2 separate regions of the Oryctolagus cuniculus genome follow, and region 2 is linked to region 1. The links are chromatin contacts, called in public Micro-C maps. All regions are on one chromosome and are shown on one strand. Each heading gives the region's core, a stretch centred on a gene start, on an enhancer-like site or on the middle of the called end of the contact. The rest is flanking DNA. Distances are from core to core; before and after follow the strand shown. Region 1 holds the start of PPARG (peroxisome proliferator activated receptor gamma). Region 2 overlaps SYN2 (synapsin II).

The links. Hi-C and Micro-C count contacts between places; a contact is called where the count stands out from the background.
Region 2: a Micro-C map of ear pinna shows a contact between it and region 1, with 2.2 times the contacts expected there. The contact joins the enhancer-like site here to the promoter of PPARG in region 1. A contact is called at or near these places in 2 of 6 Hi-C or Micro-C datasets (ear pinna and an unstated tissue).

What each region holds. Positions count from the first base shown.
Region 1 is chr10:114,951,115-114,953,814 of mOryCun1.1, reverse strand. It overlaps PPARG (peroxisome proliferator activated receptor gamma), which reads left to right and starts at 1,312. Exons shown (of 8, transcript NM_001082148.1): 1 at 1,312-1,700.
Region 2 is chr10:115,066,676-115,069,375 of mOryCun1.1, reverse strand. All of the region lies in intron 10 of SYN2 (synapsin II), which reads left to right. Among named protein-coding and RNA genes, the nearest start is that of TIMP4, 20 kb to the left of the region's middle. Within about 2 kb of position 1,280, at least 4 of the 8 cell types and tissues checked have an H3K27ac peak or open chromatin away from gene starts, as enhancers often do. A contact at or near this core is called in ear pinna, where this site is marked.

The DNA of each region.
Region 1 (2,700 bases), core at 63-2,562:
CTCTGTGAAATGGGACCATTTCTGGGCCGCCTCCCAGCGGCCGTCGTGAGGAGCGGACGGGACCGGGCAGTCGGCGCCGAGAGGGGCTCGAGTCCCGGCACCGCCGCCTCCGACCCTACCACCGTGCGCGGGCGGCAGCGCCCAGCCCCGGCCGCTCCCCCGGCCGCCCCCGCCCCGGGCCCGCCCCCGCTCCGGGCCCCGGTCCCGCTCGGCCGCGGGCAGGCGGGGCCCACCGCGCTCGGGGCCCGAGTCCGAGCGGGAGCCGCCGCCTGGGGCGCTCGGGTCAGCCACCGGGGACACCGCAGCGGGCGCCACGCCGCCGCCCCAGGTCAGAGTCGGGTGCCCGGCGGCGGCGCCCGGGGCCACGCGGCCCGCGGGGCGGGAGGACGCGGAGGGACCGAGCGCGCGCAGCCGGCGCGGCAGAGGGGTCGCGCGGGTCGCCGGGGGCCGGGACGGAGGGGAGAGGGCGGAAGGGATTTGGCGGAGGGGAACCCGGGCTGACCAGGGCTTGTGGCCCGAGAGGATCGGAGCCGACGGGGTCGCGGGCGACAGGGTGATGGGGGCTTGTGCTGAGGGTCGCGTCCCGCGTGGAGCAGAACTTGGGTGCAGGGCAGGGGCCGCGCGTGAGGTGCGGACGGTCCCGGCGCGAGCCCGGGGGCGCGGGCTCCTGGGACGGACCCCGGCGGAGGGAACTTCAGGGCAGGGCGTGCGGGACTCAAGAGGAGCCAGTCAGGGAGGTCGCGTCCGGTCCCCGGAACTCAGGCGGCGAGCGCTCGCGGGGATCCTGGTGACAGCTCGGTGCCGCCCCGCCTGCGGTGCGCCGAGGCGCGGAGCGGGCCCCGTGCCAGCCGAGGGGCGCCGGCGTGGGCCGGTGGCTCGGGGCTCGCGGGCCGGTGCCCAGGTGCAGGGAGGGCAGAGCCCCGCGTGGCGGGCTGCGCGCGCGCCGGGCGCTCCATCCTCGGCCGCCGGGGCGCCCGGAGGCGGCGCGGGCTGCCCGGAACGCGGTGGCCCCGGCGTGGGGGCGGCGGCCGGCGGGCGGGCGGGCGGGCGTGTAGCCGTGGTCCTTTATGCCTCGGTATGTGGGGAGGAGCCTAAGGTGAGGAGGCAGAAACTGGGAGTAGCCGGGCCGCTGCTTTTATATAAGGTCAGCCGTAGGTGAGGAGAGGGCCTCCGCCGGGGATCCGAAGGCTGCGCCGCTGGGCTCCTCCTGTCGCCTCCCCCCGCCGAGGTGAGTCGCCTCGCTGCGTGGCCCCTCGGTGGCGTCCTGGGCGATGCGCCCCAGATTCGCAGGACGTGTGGCCGGCCCTTCAGTTCGCGTGGCGTGCTCGGGGTTGACCCTGAGAACCTCATTCCGTCAGATCTGAGGCTGATGGGTGCGGGGGGGAAATAGTGTCTTATTTTAGGAAAAATGCTAAGTTTTTGAGCAAGCTGGGCGCGTATCTTGAAGAACTCAAGTTGTTCTTCCAAGACTAGGGACAGATGCGATGAGTTCGGGTGGAGGATCATTTGCAAGCTAAGCCAGACGACGTGATGGAGCTGGGTCCTATGATTCCTGTGGCTCGAACTCTTGATTTTGAAGTGCATTATTTTCGCCGTCACTTTTTTTTTAATCATTCCCAAACCCATTGGCCAGGGGGTGGTTGAGAGCAGTGGATGCCCCTCTCTCGGGGAAGAGCTGGGCCGAGCCCGCCGCGTCTCAGGTGCGGTGCGCGGCCTCCCACCTGCCACGGGAGGCAGGAGCAGCGCGAGGCGCCCCGTGGCGTGGGGCTGACCCACGTCCACTGCGGCTGCCTGCCCAGCACGTGCCTTGCCGGCCTTCTCAGAGGGGGACAGAAGCGCCCAGAGGGGCTACCAGTGCGCGCTGGAGGTGGTCTTTCAAAGGAGTGGGCTTGAGGCTTTAAAGCGATGTTGGATGTTTCCAATCAGATCTCCTCTGGGGTTCAGTACAGTTATCAGTCATTTGATATTCGTGTTCATTTTAATATATTTAACTTTAATCAGCTCAAAAGGAAGTATGTTACAAAATCGCCCATTTTTACTTTGCGTCTTTTTCCTTGATTTGAATTATGTGACATTCTATATGTAACTTGCTGATACTTATGGCTTAAACTAAAAGCTCTTATAGTCAACTGGTGGCAACTCAGGCTATTGCCACTTGCCATAAGGGGAAAAAGAACATTGATGAGGCTTTTTAAGTCAAAAATTTGCTCATAAAAAAAGTTTGTTTCCAGCTCTTAGGATTAACTGCTGTAAAACCATGGCTCCAATGAAGTATAACTTTTTGGAGAATTCCCAAAAAATTTTTAGTTGAAACTAAAATATCCAACAACTAAAATGTAAATATTACCATCATGTTCATTATTGAACAAGAATATTTTGAAAATATTTTCGTGACTGCTATTTTTAATAATTAAACAATTTTCTTTGAAGGGACTAGTTTTCTTAATGTTCATCTCTTTATATGTTTCAAAACTACTTTTTTTAAAAAACAATTCTAGAGTACATTTAAAAAATCACTATTCAAAATCCCTGTGACATTTGCAACTTATAGGAGAAAAATGTGTGACTTTTAGTAATAGATGATTGATCATAGTTAATGATTTTGAATCAGTAAATTATATAAATATAAGCAAATAGTTATTTTCTGTCTTTTATAAAGCTCTCTGGAAAGAAGATTGTTTGCGGCCAACTAATTACCGA
Region 2 (2,700 bases), core at 31-2,530, 120 kb before region 1:
CCTGTGAGTGAAAGTTGAAGGAACTGGAGTTGAATAGCTGTCCTCTCGGGGAACCCTGAGTAGCATCTCAAGCTTAATGCTGTCATGAGATAGAACTGGCTCCAAGAGTCAAGTCTCCCAGGAGATGGGGTTTGACCTAGGGTAAGGAGTAGGCACCGAGAGAGGAAATGGCTGCTCTGGGAAGCGCCTGTGATGGCCACATCACTGCTGATGATCAGGCAGAGGTGGGACGAGCTGCCTGTCAGGGCTGTGTCGGAGGTGAGCTGGTCTGGGGCTACTGGAGGTTAATTTGAAAATCCCCTTCCAGACCCGGGATGCTGTGTCCCACCCTGACTCTAGCCACAGGACCTGAAAAAGACCATGAGACACATTCAAAATCAAGGGACTGGGGCCAGATAAGCTCTCGTCTGTGGTGGGACATTCTGCAGGCCCTAGTTTACTGGCTCTGCTGTTGAAAGAGAGACTCAAAATGTTTGCAGCCAGGTGTGTCCACCCACAAAGGCTGGAGGAGTTGAGGTCTCTTGAGTGCAAGGCTGCCAGGACTGGGAAAGGGGCTCCCCGTTCTGAGAAACGGGGTCTGAGGGCTTTGCAGTTAGGGAGGCCACACAGTTGTCCCTCACATCCCAAACATGGAACTGAGCTTAGAAGAGGTAAATTTAGGACAAAGAGAAGCCTTCCTGCTTCCCACAGCAGAGTCTGCTTCAGAGAATTTGTTCCCCAGTGAGTATAAGCTGAGACTGCGAGGAGATGCGGGGCAGGTTCAGACGAAGTCACTTGTGACTGGATCCTGTAACAGACTATTAAGAGAAACTGACTCTTTGGGGACTAGCTTAACTTCAGGGACATCTTTAATCACTTGAGGCTGACATTCTGACCTTTGGTGACCTGGCCTTCCGTGCCCCCATAGGATTCACGGGCTGCCCATGGGATATTTCTTGTGTCCTTGGGTTGTGGGAGGGGCCCCGGTCGAGGAGATAAGCTCTGCCTGCAGAGCGGCCGTTCTCCTCGGAAAGGAAGGAAGAGCACCTTTTATAGCCTTCCAGGGAAGGAAGGTAGGCACTGGTGACTGCGGAAGTGAGCCCACGAGGGTCCCAGGGTGCCTGGACTCATGCTGTCCCCTTTGCTCTGACTGAACCTACAACCTCCTGACCACATTCCTTCCGGCTGCCTCACTCTCCCTAGGGTCTTAGACCGGGGGAGCAGGCCTGGGGGAGCTGATCAGAACTGTTCTGTGGCGTGTCCGGCAAAGAACTTGGCCTGCCCCTTTGCCTGGGCCGGACCCTGGGACCCTTTCCCAATTTCCTGTCTCAGATCTGCTGAGCAAGCGCTGGCCTTCCTCCGTGGTGGAGTAGCTGGGCTGAGGCCAGCAGCCTCTCCAGAGTTGAGTCACGGGTGCCTCTCCTTCCTGCCGGGACCTCAAGCAGGAGCTGCTCTCTCTCTGCGTATCTGCTGGAAGCCACAGTATGGCAGAAAGCCGCAGAGCTCATCCATGGACTTGGTTTTTCTCCAAGGCCAGGACTTCCTTTCAGGTCGCCTCAAGAGCTAGTGTTTACTGTTTCTGAGGGATCTTGCTGGAGCTGAGTGATAGGCAGAGGGCCTGATACGTACAGCCCAGCTCAGAATCCCCCACGCAGGACACGACTGTGTACCAGGTGACCGGAAGCCACCCAGCAATATCTTCGTCACTGATGCATGAAATTCCAGCATTAGAGCTTCATTTCTTTGGATTTATATTTATTATTATTTAAATAATAGTCATGCTCACGTCAGTACTTTGCCTAGCACTTTACAGTTTATAAAACACATTCACTGTTTTAAGCCTCACAGCCCTTATAAGACAGTTGGCCTGGTAATTCTTTGGTGCACAAGTCAGTAGTGAGACTGCAAATGAGTTCAGGGTCACACAGCTGCTAAGCAGGAGAGCTGGATCTTCTGGTCCCTAGTCCAGGGACTTCTCCATGACACCATACACTGTGCCTGTTTAGTGCTACCACTGGAGCACTGGGGAAAGAGAACTGGATGTTTGTGACCTTGTATAAGGAAAACCCTTGGTCTCCTCTCTTGGCAGCTGAGTGCTGGCCCCATGAAACTGGGGAGTCTCTGAGCTTTCACCAGCTCTGTCCTGCCTCCCGGACTTGTTTGGTGACTGCAGCCTTTGGCTGGATGCCAGCCTCGTTGGTGTCAGTGGGGGACAATAGCACCCTCCTCCTCAAGGTCTGTGCCTACAGGACACCTCTGCTTGGGCTTAGTAGCCCCAGAGTCTTGTTGGGTTCAACACTGCAGCTAAAAAGGACTTGCCTCTTAGCTCAGACATCTAAAGAACTGAAAAACGCTTGAAAGAATTAATGGAAGTCCAGAGCCAGTAGAGCTTGTAGAAGTCACAAGTGAACCACATGAGCCCCATGACAGTGTCCCTAATCAGTTTGTCCAGACCCATCCCAAACACCTCTCATGCCAGGAAGCCAGGCCTGGACACTATTCAGGTTAACACCGGACCAGTTTTAGTTTCCTGCTGAGCCCTAGCTGCTTCCACGGTTACCTAATTTAATCCGTACAATTTTCCCATTTGTGAAACGTAAGACTCAAGAGATTAACTTGCCCAGAGTCATATGAAGAAAGATGTCATTCCCAGGCTTCTCACCATCCTGTCTCCTACAGGGACCTGCTTTAGTTTGCCAGCACCCCTAATCCTAACCCTGA